Regions from separate parts of the Columba livia genome. Here region 1 is linked to region 2. The links are chromatin contacts, called in public Hi-C maps. All regions are on one chromosome and are shown on one strand. Each heading gives the region's core, a stretch centred on a gene start, on an enhancer-like site or on the middle of the called end of the contact. The rest is flanking DNA. Distances are from core to core; before and after follow the strand shown.

Evidence for each region. Hi-C and Micro-C count contacts between places; a contact is called where the count stands out from the background.
Region 1: a contact with region 2 is called in a Hi-C map of crop, with 2.6 times the contacts expected there. The contact joins the promoter of NEO1 here to the enhancer-like site in region 2. A contact is called at or near these places in 2 of 2 Hi-C or Micro-C datasets (crop and liver).

The regions. Positions count from the first base shown.
Region 1 is chr11:20,182,269-20,189,564 of bColLiv1.pat.W.v2, reverse strand. NEO1 (neogenin 1) reads left to right here and starts at 2,336. Exons shown (of 28, transcript XM_065077127.1): 1 at 2,336-2,704. The coding sequence starts at 2,590.
Region 2 is chr11:20,039,006-20,045,960 of bColLiv1.pat.W.v2, reverse strand. It overlaps NEO1 (neogenin 1), which reads left to right. Exons shown (of 28, transcript XM_065077127.1): 18 at 1,950-2,088; 19 at 4,379-4,486; 20 at 6,743-6,937. LOC135580588 (a long non-coding RNA gene) reads right to left here. Exons shown (of 2, transcript XR_010475486.1): 2 at 6,374-6,955. Among named protein-coding and RNA genes, the nearest start is that of NEO1, 140 kb to the left of the region's middle. Within about 2 kb of position 5,505, at least 2 of the 3 cell types and tissues checked have an H3K27ac peak away from gene starts, as active enhancers do.

The DNA.
Region 1 (7,296 bases), core at 1,087-3,586, 150 kb before region 2:
CACAGCAGTTCATCTGGGACTATTAAAAGTGGCTGAAGGTAGGATTTTAGGATGGGAATTGCTAACCAGCTTTAATAGGGGTTCTACTACCAGTCCTGCCTTTTAATCAGTGCTTCCATTTTCAGTATAAATTACAGTTCCTTGCTGGTAATCCTCCTGGCATATCAGATATCCGCGTAACTCGGCAAGCGTAACGGAGAGAAACCCAAACATCCTTCTGAGGAGGTAATTATTCCTCGTTGTGAAAGTGCTCCCGGATATTTTGAGTGGAGGACAAAACCCCTGTTTCCTGACAGTCACAAAATTATAAAATAATGAAGCAAGTTTCACAATGAAAAGCACTTCAGACACCAGTATTAGCCGATGCTTTGTAGTCACAGCAACGATTAATTAATTGTGCACATCTCTGCATCTCTATGTACAGCAAAATTCACACCCGCGTTTGGGTGCTCAGCAAAATGTGTCGTTGAAAAGCCTCTAAATCTGCAAATCCTGCTGGATCAGGGATAATTCCAGGAGAATACTGAGGCGCCTGCTTTGAGAGGGACACCCCGGCCACATGCGGGGAGGTTATCAGGTAAACTTGCCTGGAATTAGTCCTTGCTACCTCAGCAGGAGTGTGGCTACCGGTGCAAAAACGTGTTTCTTTCTGGATTTTAAACAGATTTTAAATCGTTTTGCGATACAAACGCACATTCTGGGGGGATGTACCCGTGTTCCACGTCTTGCAGTGCCCCAGGGGTACGGTTATCTCACGGTTACCACTTCTTGAGCCCCGATACTACATAATTCATGTGCTGAAAGAGAGGATTCAATTAGTCAATAATAAAATGAGCAAGGATAGCATGCACATTGTAAAAACACAATTTAGTGGGCAACAAGCTGAGATGGAAAAAAATATAAGGGTACACTCCATGTGATGAGTGGAGGAGGAATGTATATTTATTGCTGTTATTGTGTCCTTTGGAGGGATATGAGATAGACTAAAACCGGCTGGTAACGATGCAGCATTCAAATGATTTGGATTTGAATGGCAAATGCTGCATAAAATTAATTACCCCCAGGAGGATGAAAACACATTTCATTTGCCTTTTCAAAGTACGTTTGGTCTTTTCTTCCCATTTATTTATCCTTTGGTTTGTTGAGAAACATGCTTGTTTACGAAAGCCAGCATCCCAAACTGAGCAGCAGAGATCCTCCCCGCACAAGAAAACAAGTTTCTGCAAGTTATTTTTACAAGATTAGTGTGAGATGTATTTTTTTCCTCTCGCCGGTTCCCAGCAACGCGCACCCGACGCCTCTTTGCTTGGCTCGCTGAGTTTGCGAGGATAAACCAGATTTGCGCTTTATAATTGAGGGTTTTTTGCACGTCTCCGCGCACGGTGACACTGGCGGGTTTTGCAGCCGCGCTGTTTGGGCTGAGAGAGGGGGAGAGAAGAGTTGGTTTGGCTGAAAGGCGGGAGCTTCGTTGCTGCGTCTCTTGGCAGGAGCGACGAGCTGAAGCGCGGGCTCGGCCCGCACCCCTGGCCGCCTCCTCGGGGCCGGGGGCGCCGTGTGGGCTGAGGGGCGGCAGTACCGGCTGAGGGGACAGCAGTGCCGACTGACAGTGGTACCGACCGAGGGGACAGCGGTACCGACTGAGGGACAGCGGTACCGACTGAGGGACGGCGGTACCGTCTGGGTGGACAGTGATGCCGACCGAGGGGACGGTGATACCGATTGAGGGGACAGTGGTACCGACTGAGGGAACAGTGACACCGACTGAGGGACGGCGGTACCGGCTGGGTGGACAGTGATGCCGACTGAGGGGACAGCGAGTGCCAGCAGTGCCGCCTGAGGGGACACTGGCACTGACTGAGGGGACAGCGGTACTGGCTGAGGGGACAGTGGTACCGGCTGAGGGGACAGTGGTGCTGACTGAGGGGACAGCGAGTGCCAGCAGTGCCGGCTGAGGGGACAGTGGCACTGTCTGAGGGGACAGTGGTGCTGACTGAGGGGACAGCGAGTGCCAGCAGTGCCGGCTGAGGGGACAGTGGCACTGTCTGAGGGGACAGTGGTGCCGGCTGAGGGGACAGTGGCACTGTCTGAGGGGACAGCGGTGCCGGCTGAGGGGACAGCAGCACTGACTGAGCGGCCGCCCGTCCCGTCCCGTGCGGTCCCGTCCCGTCCCGCGCTCGCGCAGGCGCAGTGGCGGGCGGCTGCCCGGGCGCGCGCACACCTGGCACGGGGGTCGGCGGCGGGAGGGAGCGCGTGCGCCGCCGTCTCCCCGGGAGCGGCGGGAGGGGCGGAGCGCGCGGGCGCATGCGCACGGGAGAGGGGGGGGCGGGTGCGTGTGTGTGTGTATGTGTGCGCGCGGGGCGGGGGCGGCGGGAGGAGGAGCGCGCGGCGGGCGCCCCTCAGGCTCCGTGTGCGGGAGCCGGGACCGGCCCGCCATGGAGTGACCGGCTGCTCCCGCCCGCGCTCCCGCCTCGCCGGCCGCTCTGTGGGCCGCCTCCTCGGGGTGCGGAGGAGCGGGGGAGGCAGGAGGAGCCCCCCTCGGGGGAGGGGCTGGCGCTGGGTGCCCGGCTGCCGGGCGCGGGGAGCGGAGAGATGGCGGCGGGGAGAGCCCGGCGGCTCCTCGGCTCCCTCTGGATCGCCCTTCTCCTCGGGCAGCCGGACCCGGCCGGGGCCGCCGCTCGGAGCGGCTCCCAGAGCCTCCTCGCAGGTAAGGAGCCGGGCAAGAGCCGGGGGGCGCGGGGTGGGTGTGCGGGAGCGGCGGGGGCTGCGCGGGGGCGCTGCGGGCGGGGAGCGGCGGGTCCGCTCCGCTCGGACCGTGCGGGCACCAGCAGAGGCCACTGCGCACCTGCGGACGAGAACCAGAAACACCTGGGTCCCCCGTGAACGCCACAGCGAGTCACCTGCGCGGGGTCCCCCGCGCACCTGAGATGAGTCGGGACACAAACCGGCCCGGTCTGGGCTCGCCGGGACCGGGGAAGGCTCGTTACCGGAGAGGAGGCGAGCGGGCAACCTGTGGAGACAGGGAACTTGCCTGGAAACTGCCGCAGTAGCTCAGAAACGAACGAGCTGGCGGCGGTTCAGCCGCTGTAGTTCTCACACCTCTTGCCATTGTTGCCTTTAATGATCCATTATTGAATCCTGCTTTTTTTTATAGCCCACGAAAAGCGTAATCTCATCCAGATGAAGTGCGGTGTGCGTATGAGAAGCCTGTCTAAAAAAATGCCCTTGTAGAAGACGATACTGTAGAAGGCTCTCTAGTTTTGCAGTAATGCTTATTTTGCAAAATTTTAAAGAACTTTATTTTTTCCCTTCCCCTCCTCGTCAGCAACAAGCTACTAGAAACCTTGAAGAAAAATCTGGTTTTGAACGTTGGATGCTGGGATTTTTTTTAAGTATTCCCATGTAGATCAAATCCTGACATTTTAAAAGAAAGCTCTGCAAGTGGAATTTGGCAAAAATCTGCTGGTTAAATGAATTGTTTTTAGCAACTTGTAAAAGTAAGAATGGTTAGGCTGGTATTAAATGGTGTAATTATCCTATTGCAAATGCCATTAGGCAGCAATGTCCGTGGTAGCTCTCATCTCACATCCTACTGATGTAACCGTGTGTGCTGACTCCTGTTGACAGGGGATATATTTATTCTCTTACACACTACAAGCTTTGCAGATTCCGGGTCTGAAGCAGATTTTTTTTTTTCTGTTTGATAAATATCATTCATGGAGTCAAAAATCTTCAGAGTATGTGTCATAGATAAGTTACTTTTTTGATGTGTAAAGCCTTGCCACGTGATGATTCTTTTCCAGTATTTACTGCTCTACTGACAGCTCAATGTAGTTACTGTTGTGTTGGTCGCTCTTTGCTGTGTTAAAAAAATCCTTTGTGGTTTGAGGAAATCAGATTCATAGGTGAAGTTTTATCAGTTAGAAGGCAAATATGTGAGCTCAGTTAGCAAAGGGGGAGTGATGTGCTGAAACATGCAAAATAAAACCTTCATTAAAGCTGTTTGGAGCGGGAATATAGGAGTAAAGGTGTGGGAATTTTGGAAGTTCTGGTGGATCCTGGCTTTGTTCTCTTTTGTGGGAAGTGTTTTTGTGCCCTATTGGTGGGTGCTGTCCTGTGTCATCCCCGTCAAGGACCAGGAGCTGGGGTTACTCTATGTTTGTACCAGTTATTCAGAGGGAGTGAGTAAATGAGGAGGAAGAGGCTTCCTGTATTCTTTGTCTCAATTAAGATGACATACTTGATCTTAATTCCCACTATTTTCCACCTGATTATTACTGTTTTTTTTTTTTCTGAAAGAGATGATGCTCCATGTATATTTGGTGGGAGGAGAGAAACCTTCAAGTCCCTCCCTGCCTGAAGGGGAGGGAATTGGGTCCGGGTGTGAAAGTTCTCCCCTTTGTGTTGTGGATGCGAGGATGACAGCGTCTTGTCTTCTGTCCTGTTCTGCGTGAAGCTCCATCTCCTTGGCGCTCTCCGGAGAACCTCGTTAGGTTGGAACCTTGTTAGGTTGGCATGAAGGGCCGGGGAGGCAGAGGAACAAACACCTTGTGTCTAGTTCCAGGTTTAGCGCTGAGACTAAAGTGCTGCTTGTTGTGTCCAGAACAGTAGTTTTTTTTAATGGAAAAAACAACAAAAAAAGCAAGCTGGCCTTTTGGTGTTGCTAAAGATGACGCAAATGAGCAGGACTTACAGATTCGGAAGCCCATATTCATTGTATGTAGCCGTGTATGTTTGAGTGATATTTGAACCCTGCTATAAATAGCCAGTCATTGCTCTCTGCAGAAGAAAAGAGTGTAGCTGAATTATCTTGGGGAAAAAAACCTATATAACTTCATTTATTTGTGCATCTGTAAACAGTGTGTTTCCTAGTCTATTTGGTTGATTTGCAAATAAGATAAAATGAGCTACTGATTTTAGAATTAGGACAACATTTCACTTAGCTAAGGGAATAAAACAAAGAAAGTAAGGAGGAAGCATCAATTTAAGTTAAATCCTGCTTCTTGTAACTGTTTGGAGCTGATTTGAGTTTAATGGAAAACCTTTGATCTATACAGGATTGCATTACTAAGAATAAAATTCAAGTAGGTGTCACTATTAACTTTTAATACAAAAGCTCTGATAACCTATATACAGCATTAAGATTGCAAATTAGATTATTCAGAAGATGGAAATTTGTTCTGCCTCCCCCCTGCTCTTCTCTAAGCCCTTGGGATCCATGTATATTTTGTTGTTGGACAATCTGGCCATTTTGGAAATCCACAGTCAAATGCAATTAGAAATTGGTGGCATGAAAGTTGCACGAGACTCCCGGAACTGAACAGGTGTTTTTAGCAACATGTTGATCAGGGATCAGCATATGCTGCTCTATAGGATGCTCTGTCTAGGGTATGGGGTATTGAAAGCTAAGGAGGATGGGTACATAGATCAGCTGGGTTCCTTGGAAACATAAGGTCAGAATTTGTTTCTGTTTTGTACACACTTCTTGATTATTTCTAAATATATCACAGGCTAAAAATAGAGTGGAAATATTCGGGGCTCAGTTACATCCCAAGTCACTTAACACAGGTCTCCAGTTAATATTCCTGTTTCATATAAATACAGTACATGTGTTCTGCGTGTTGCGTAGGAGCTGACGGAGCAATTTGATTGCCTATAGCTCCTGAGATACGTGTTCACCAGCGCCACTCAGTTTATTTGCATGTATAAATAGGCAACAGCAAAAGGATCTGTTGGTGCTGGAGCATATTTCTTGTGGGGGCGAACAATTGTTTCAATAATCCATGAATCACCTTTCAGTGGGCTGGGGTGCTGCGCTGTCGCTTGTCCTGGGACAGAAGCGATTAAGTTGCATCTGGCTTTTGCAACCTGTGTTTAATTGTTTTATTAGTCATCTAAGAAAGTGATTTGGCTTGCTTATGAAGGTATCCTAATAAACTAATGTTCCAATTGAAAAATTGTAAGGTGTGTGCGCACACCTGTGCCTAATATTTATCACAGTGAAAAACAGCAAAAACTTGTCATATTTAAAATAAACAAACACCAAAACCCAACCAACCAACAAACCCCAAAGCAAAACACTTGGCTTAGTTACCTCCCGCTAGCTTATCGGTGCAGTTTAAGTACGGAAAGTATATATGGTGGTAGGTTTTTCTTTATACGAGAGTATTTGGTTATTCCTGATGATAAAACATCCTGGTGATTTACAAGATATTAATCTTCAACCAAAGATTTTTAGAGAAATCTGAAAGCTACGTTGGCACCAACTCAAGTTTGCTGCGGTGCCAAGAGGAGGAGGATGAGAAGGAGCACGGAAATGGAGTGGGAGTTTAAGAAAACTACACGAGGAGCAATACAGTATGTTTCTTAACCTTTACTTTCAAACTATAAAGGCATTTCCCTTGTGCAGCCTCAGCCTGAGTATGATAGAGGGTTTGAAAGCAAATTCTTGTACCATCACTAGTTTGGCATGGCAATAATTTTGTGTATAAAATGTGTGCCAGTATGTTCATAGCCACCTTTTCTAAACATGCAGTATTTTTATATATGGCGGATTTTCAGAGTTTCACTTGGCATCATGTGTGAGGGGGTATAGCTGAAATTCTTGTTAATGACTAATTAATGCTCGTTTCCTGCAAGGAATCTGCCCTGGCTTTGAGATGCCAGTCGGTAGAAGGGAGGTTGGGTTCTGGGTGGAGAGGTGCTGCCCCAGAAATTCACATTATTGCGCTGAAACTCATCTCTGTGCCGTGAGTAGTTAAATCTAATGCTCTGAGCCTATTGATCTTTAAAAAGGGCAAAACAGTTCTTAATGGAGAAAATGCCTCAGTGCTGTGGAAACAACACTCATATTGGACTGATTGGATGCTATTGATTTAGTTCTCCAGTTAAATTGCCAAGATGAAAGTGGTAATCCTGATTAATTCCATAGAAATAGATAAGCACAATTTGTATGTGCATAGTTGCAGAGTTCTTTAGGAAGACTGAAACACTAGCTTTATATGGTATTTCAGATGCTTTAATTTTAAGTGGGTTTTTACCATTTTGTATTCATGCTGAATAGAGTATCTTAATTTTATAAAACGAACAGGCTGTCAATTTGTGATGGATCCTTTTTGCATCAGTTAAAATAGTGTGGGTTGTGTTGGGCTGTGTGTGTTGCTGTGGTTTTTTATTTTTATTTTTATTGATGAAAACTGTCCTTATCAAAGGGATTGAAGGAATTGGCAATATTCTGCCCTGAAATTTTCTTGGGAGTTTGGGTAATTCCCTGGAATATGTGACAGCCATGAGACGTTT
Region 2 (6,955 bases), core at 4,256-6,755:
GATTTCCATCTCCCGTTTTGATGTGGAGATTCAGGGCTCGGTTTATTGGTTTGGATTCTTGTAGTCAGATGGTTGGATTTTATTCAGTTTTCAGAGTTATCTGGAGGCCCCAAAAATGCTGACTGCAAATTTCACATTTGAAATGAGGCTCAAAGGAAATGGTTGTTAAATTGGAACTCCCTTTATGCTCTTGCCGAGCAATCTTATTACAAACCAGCTTTTTTCTTTTTAATTGAAATGAAAAGCCGTGTTCTTCCTCTAAAGGCGAGTTATTTATGAACCCACATTCCTGAGTCATGTGCAGAGGCCGTCTCGGGAGTGATTTATATAATACTGCAGTTTCATTAGTTAAATGCTTTCCAAAAAATGGTGGTAAACGAAATACTCCCATTGCTGTTGGTGCCAGTGGTCAAGGAGTTTTATTGTGGACCAAAAATAATACGTAATGGTGGAATATATTTCAAAATTACTCATTGTAAAAAGCACTGAAGTTTGAGAACATTTGCTCTAATCATTTTTAACCCGTGATGTCTGGAGAACTCACAGCCCGCTTCTCTGTCTTGGTTTAATCATGAATCCTGTTGGACAGGAACAAAGAGCCGTTGTTGGCGGAGCAGAGTCGTCCTGCTCGCTACCTGTGATTTATCGCAACCTAAACTCTTCCATCTTAACCTGGATCTTTTAGGAGACAGGGTAATATTTATGAAGCTTACTTCTAGTGGGTGAGCGGGGTTTAGTATCAGGGGATATGTTATGATCTCAGAAAACAGTAAGTGGTGTTAAAAAGCGAAGCGGAGAAGTCAAACGCTCCGGTTTAGCCTTTCATGTGTCATTTACATTCAATATGATGCGCAGGGAAACGAAATACCAAGTTTCCAAGGCATAGATGAAAAATACAAAGGAGGATTCCCTGCCATGTCTACCTGGCAAAAGACACCTGTGAACAAGCAAAATACTCTGTACAAATCCAAATCTCGCTTGGCTGACGGCTTCCCGAATGTCACCTGCTGGAACAAAACACCTGCTATTGATATTAGGGAAATAAAGGGGTGCAGAATTTGGCCGGTATTATTCATCGAGTGTGCATGGAACATGCATTTATAGACCCATGCTTGCCTTGAAGAAGAACTGGCTGCCAACAGCTGTTTTCTGAAGGCAGTGGTTGTTATACGGCTCTGCCAAATACTGAAACAACCAACTCTTTAATTCTGTGTTTGCATTACTGTAGGTCAAGGTAAGGAACGTATGTATATTTGTTGTTTGGTTGGGTTTTTTTTCCCACAGGTCACAAATACCTTGTGTCTAATTCATGTATAACAACTATCGGATATTTTAACCCAAAGGTTAAGAATTCTACCCAAACGGCTGTTACAAATCGCACTATAAACCATGTGTAGTTTCAGTGCATGATCCTAGACAGCCAGTTTTTGCTGAAAAAAGCCTGTTAATAAACCTTCGTTATCTTCAGGTCTCTCAGCACCTGTACTTTCAGTTGATTTTTTAAAGTATGTTAAATATTTACAGAAAATTATAACAGGAGCGTGAAAGGCAGATATTTGGAGAAGGCCTGTTATTGTTAGCTGGGCTTCATTGTTTTCCCCAGCCAGAGGAGTTAATGAAATGCTGTATATTAACCCCCCCAAGCAGACAGTGATTTAACCTGCCGCATAACAAGTGTGCTCTGCACCTTGTAGTGGTCTCTTTCTTTTTTTTTGAAATGTATAATTGACTGCTATTAAATGCTCTTGCTGATTGCAGAAAGAATTTCTAGTTTAGGATAAAACAACTGCACATTAACACTTGATTAATGAATTTGCATGACAGAGCAAAACCAGTGTGGAATTAATGCCCGCGATGCTGCAATGTGTGAAACACCTGAGACAGGCTGGTGGGAGCTGGGGATGGATGGTTTCAGTCCAGAAGTTCCTGACGCGTTGCTTTTCTTCCAGACTGCAAACGCCACCACTTTGAGCTACTTAGTGACGGGGTTAAAGCCAAACACCTTGTACGAATTCTCCGTGATGGTGACCAAAGGTCGGAGATCGAGCACCTGGAGCATGACGGCGCATGGAACGACGTTTGAATATGGTACGCGCTCCGGAAGGGCCGACGAGACGAATGAAGTCGGGTCTGCCAGAATTCTGGAGGAGGGAAAACACATATTGAAATTATGCTGATGAATAATTGCTGGGGGCTTTTCTTCTTTATGGTTTAGTCAGAAATTCTGATTAAAAAACAACAACGTACTTCAAAATTCACAGGGATGATTGCACGCAAAAGAATTTACATCAAATTATGGAGGAGTAATGAATAATGTACCACAGTTCACAGACAGGAGAGAATAAAGAAGCATGTTAATAGCATGTTAATCGCAAATACAAAGAAAATACTTCAGCAAAGAAGAATTTCAATTTGCTGTAGTTACGATGATAATTACTACAGACTTGGGAAGTGCACGAGGCAAATGAAGTTTTAAAACATCCCAGTAGAAATGAAGCCATCCCAGTTAGACCTGAGTTCTTGTTCTTCAGCGCTGTCAAAGCGCCGCGCTATCCAGGTGCAGAAAAGAAAAGGGGTTGTAGGTACTGGCAGGAACTCGGGCCTCCGATCCTGCGGTGGGAAATGATGTTTGTGCAGTTAAATGTACTGCTGCTTATGCTCGTGTTTGTGAGTGTTGGAAGTGTAAGTACAAAAAGAGCCCATCCACGTGACCTGCGGCGCTCAGCCCCAGGTAAAATACAGCAAAAATAGCAAGTGTTGGTGAGTTCATCCAAACATTCTAAACCAAGAAATGATAAAAAGGAAAACCAGGATAAAATCAGAACGCTCGTAACTTGTTCTGAATCTCGGAAACCCTTTGTGAGCTTCAGTTGCTTTAGTTTTCGTTGGGAATCCACAAGTCTGGACCGATGCTTTCCCATCCCAGTTATTATACAATGCCCTTCCCACAGCACAGCACTGTATTTGGTATTTTGCTGACAGACATACGACTCTTGTCCGTACCTCTACACTAAGATGAGAGATTGCAGAGGTCGCACAAATAGAGTTCGTAAAAGAGAATTTGAAGCTCAAAAAGCACAGGAGCGAGGGCGAGATGCGGGAGGTCTCATTTCATTTCAATAGAAGCTGCATTTCTAGTTGGGCTGGTTGTAAAGAGTATTTGCAAATATGGCTTAAATCTTGGGAACTAAAAAAAAAAGGGTAAGTGTATTTTCTCCTAAGAGATCTTGTGATTTATATTACTCGCCAAATTCCTGAGCGTGTGACTCATTATTTTGAATACCGGTGAGCAGCAGCGTTGTACAGGACTTGCTCCTCGGTTAATGCCCAAGATTTTCTATGTATTTATTTTCTCGGAAGCTTCCTACAGGGCCTTGATTGGTGCTTCACGTCTGTCCATTTCTGTCGAGCGGGTTTTTAAGTATTTGGGATAATAGTTACAGTAACTCTTGAGCTTTTGCTCTCTCTGGTTTCCTCTGTTCCTGTTACTCTGCACAGGGATAATGAGGAGCCATCTCAGCGGACGGACAGATTAATTCCTCATAGGTAATGCACAGAAAGCTCTTTAAATGCAGAAAGCACCGTGTAAGCACTAAATGTTACTATTATAGTATTAAATATCCAAGGCGGATTTACTTTGCTAAAAGGTGCCTCATTAGAAGTCTCGGGTTTTTCATCGTGGGGCCTTGCAAACCGTGCCTGGTTAATGCACCTTTGGAGACGCTGGAAACCATTAATCTGAGCCCCAGCTGGAAGCGGAGCTCCCAGCCAGAAAGTCTCCGATTTCAGGTTTTCTCTGGAGCAGTTCCCTGAATTTGGGCAGGAGGCCGGTGGGGAAGCAGCGCTCCCCTCTCCTTCTCTCACTCTCGCTCTGCCAACCGGGGAAAAAGGTTGAATGGTGTTCAGCAAAGATTTCTGGATTTCCAGTGCTGTGGTGGTGCAGATTTCCACACCAATCACAAATAATTCTTCACTAAATTAAATCAGCAATTACAGATTATGATTCGCCGCCTCTGGTGGATTTACCTCGCTCACATTGGCATTTCTAGGTCACGCCATTAACTTGCAGATATGGAGATATTCTGTATATCTGTACATATGGAATGTGTTTATTTCATCAGCTCGTGTAATTTTTACCATGACCAGACAAAGTTAGAAGCAGGGAGCTCCTTACAGAGATGCCGCACACCACAATGGCATTTGCCAGCTGGAGTAAACCAGTAGGAGCGCTGCGCTGGGATGGTGGATGTGTTCAAAGACTGAACATTCAGCGATATTATTATTGTATTTTTTTCAGTGGTGAAACAGAAGGGAAGGTGCTTATCCAGTGAAGGGGGCAGCCCGCTTCTCACAGCCTGTTTTGGTTTTCCGTTTGCAGTGCCGACTTCTCCTCCCAAAGACGTGACGGTGGTGAGCAAGGAGGGGAAGCCCCGCACCATCATTGTGAACTGGCAGCCTCCGTCCGAAGCCAACGGCAAAATCACAGGTGCGGTTTGCGTGAGCGATATTGCAGATACAAGACACGCGGTTAACGGCAGAATCTAACCTGCATAACTATGGGAACGTGTTCCGGGTTTAATTTAGCCCCGAGCTAGCCAAGAGGTTTAGATCTTCTTTGTCAATCTTTTTAGTAGCTCAGATTAATTATTTACTTTTGTACCTAGTAAAAATATATTAAGATATAAACTAACTGCAGTGTGAAATTGGAGCCTAACCAGAAATATAATTGAAAGTTGAAACAGCTCTATAACCTTTGCCTTCATCAGCTTGTGCTGTTGTAATAGATGCCTCCAGAAATACAGCTGTAATGCATCTGGCCCATCCGTATTTCATTTGGAAGACTCCATTCCAGAGCTCTTTGTCATCTTTGTGTCATTTTGTGGGCACAGAACAGACTTAAAATCAGTTTATTAGTCCCCTGGCATAAGTACTAAGAGTAAACTGCTATTCGCCTGTGAAACTGCATCATTTTCATGGCAGACAGATCATTTTACAGAAACCAATAATTAGTGTTTCAGTGATTTCTGTTTGGATTCTCCTTCCTCAAGGCTTTCGCTTCAATTTTCCTTTTTACCCCAAGCTTTAAGCTTTTAAACCAGGTTGTATTGACACATAGTTTGCAGTGTATGAGTTAGTTTGCTTTTATTTTCAGAATTAACCACGGTGCAGAATGAAACCTTTGAAACCAGCTGGCGTCTGATTAGGCGGGAGTCTAGCCCAGCTTCTAGACAGGAGACTAGAACTAATTAGATCCCTTGAAAGGGCAGAATGCTGGAGACTCTCAGCCTTGAGTAATTGAAATAAAGTTTTATGCAATGTGTAAGAAAGACCCTGAAAGGCTGCAGGTAGGACAGAGGCTGTAACAGGTACATGCTTTGTCTCTTGGGCTGCTCTTCTGTATCAAGCCTGTCCAGGGTTATTTGGTTATCAACAAGATGTTTGCTCTGTACAAGAAAGGTTTGACGGGAGAAACAAGAGCCATTACCGTAACTGTAGGGTAAAGGCCGCGGTTGCAGGCGGTCAGGGGGTCGTACAGACGGGTGAAATTTAAAGCACAAATATCCCCGGGTTATAGACGCTCTTGCAAAGATCAGCCTTTCATCTTAGATCAAGTGTATGCACAAGCAAGGGAAGACAATGTACAAAGAGATCAGCCTTGCCTGGCACGAAATGATCATATGCATTCCATTTTCCAGCTACAAAATCTCCTGGCAATGTCTGTGAAGGAGAACCTCACATTTATTTACATGCATTGAATGAAAATGTATGTATTAGTTGTTGCAGGGACGCGGGGGCTGAGTGCCCTCTGCTGGGGACGGCCACCGACGCCACCTAGGGCTGCAGTAATTACTCATTAAGTAATGCCGTAAAAACGACGTGATGATGTAACTGCAGCACATCTGTGGAACAGTCGTCTTTCTTTCCAGCTCTAATCTCCTTCTCATGGGGGTGGGATGGATGTGAGATATGAACTGTGCTGGTCTGGAGTCCAGATGCTTGTGCATCAGTATAGCTGCTGACTAATTAGTATGGTCATAAATTAACTCAGTAGTCCCGTGCCACTATACTATATAGAGAGCTTTTAACTGTCACTATATATAGATGTATATGTTGCTGCTTCTTAGACAAGTTACAGATATGTTGCTGTGCGAGCTCAACAAGTAGCTCTCCTTCTTATATAACAAATGATACAAAGCTTTGACTTTATATTGCTTTGTATCTACAACATATTTAATAACAGATCATAAACACTTCCCATAGCTTTCGTCCTTGGTGTGCAAGAGAACTGCAGTTCTCTTTGTATTGTTGTCTTTGTTAATAAACTGAAAAAATAATTTAAGAAGTGCTGAACATGTCCTTTAGCTGTGCATGATAATGTTATGTTGGTTTAATGTTAACTATTTTTGATATAGTTTCAGGATTTTTTAATAATAAGAGCTTTATGTTATTTGACATTATTTGATCCATGAACAGGTAGAGATAATTCCTCCGTATTCAAAAATAATGTTGATGTTGAAATTGCTTTTTTCCTCTTAACATGTATTCTTGAAAGGTTTAAAATTGAAGATGGAAGGATGTATCATATTTGAATGTATTCTTAGTCTTTGTAAAAGTAGGAATAGACGTTCAGAAACCCAATAATCCTTTAGCTGTGCAAATACCAGTAGTACTTTTTCTTTGAGATCTTAGCACTGTCCAGTTCTTTCAGGTCTAAAGTTGTTCTGCTTTTTCTCTCCGACAGGATACATCATTTACTACAGCACGGATGTGAACGCCGAAATACACGACTGGGTTATTGAACCTGTGGTGGGAAACAGACTGACCCACCAGATCCAGGAGCTGACCCTCGATACCCCGTATTACTTCAAAATCCAGGCCCGCAACTCCAAGGGGATGGGCCCCATGTCCGAGGCGGTTCAGTTCCGAACACCCAAGGGTAGGATAAATATCAGCC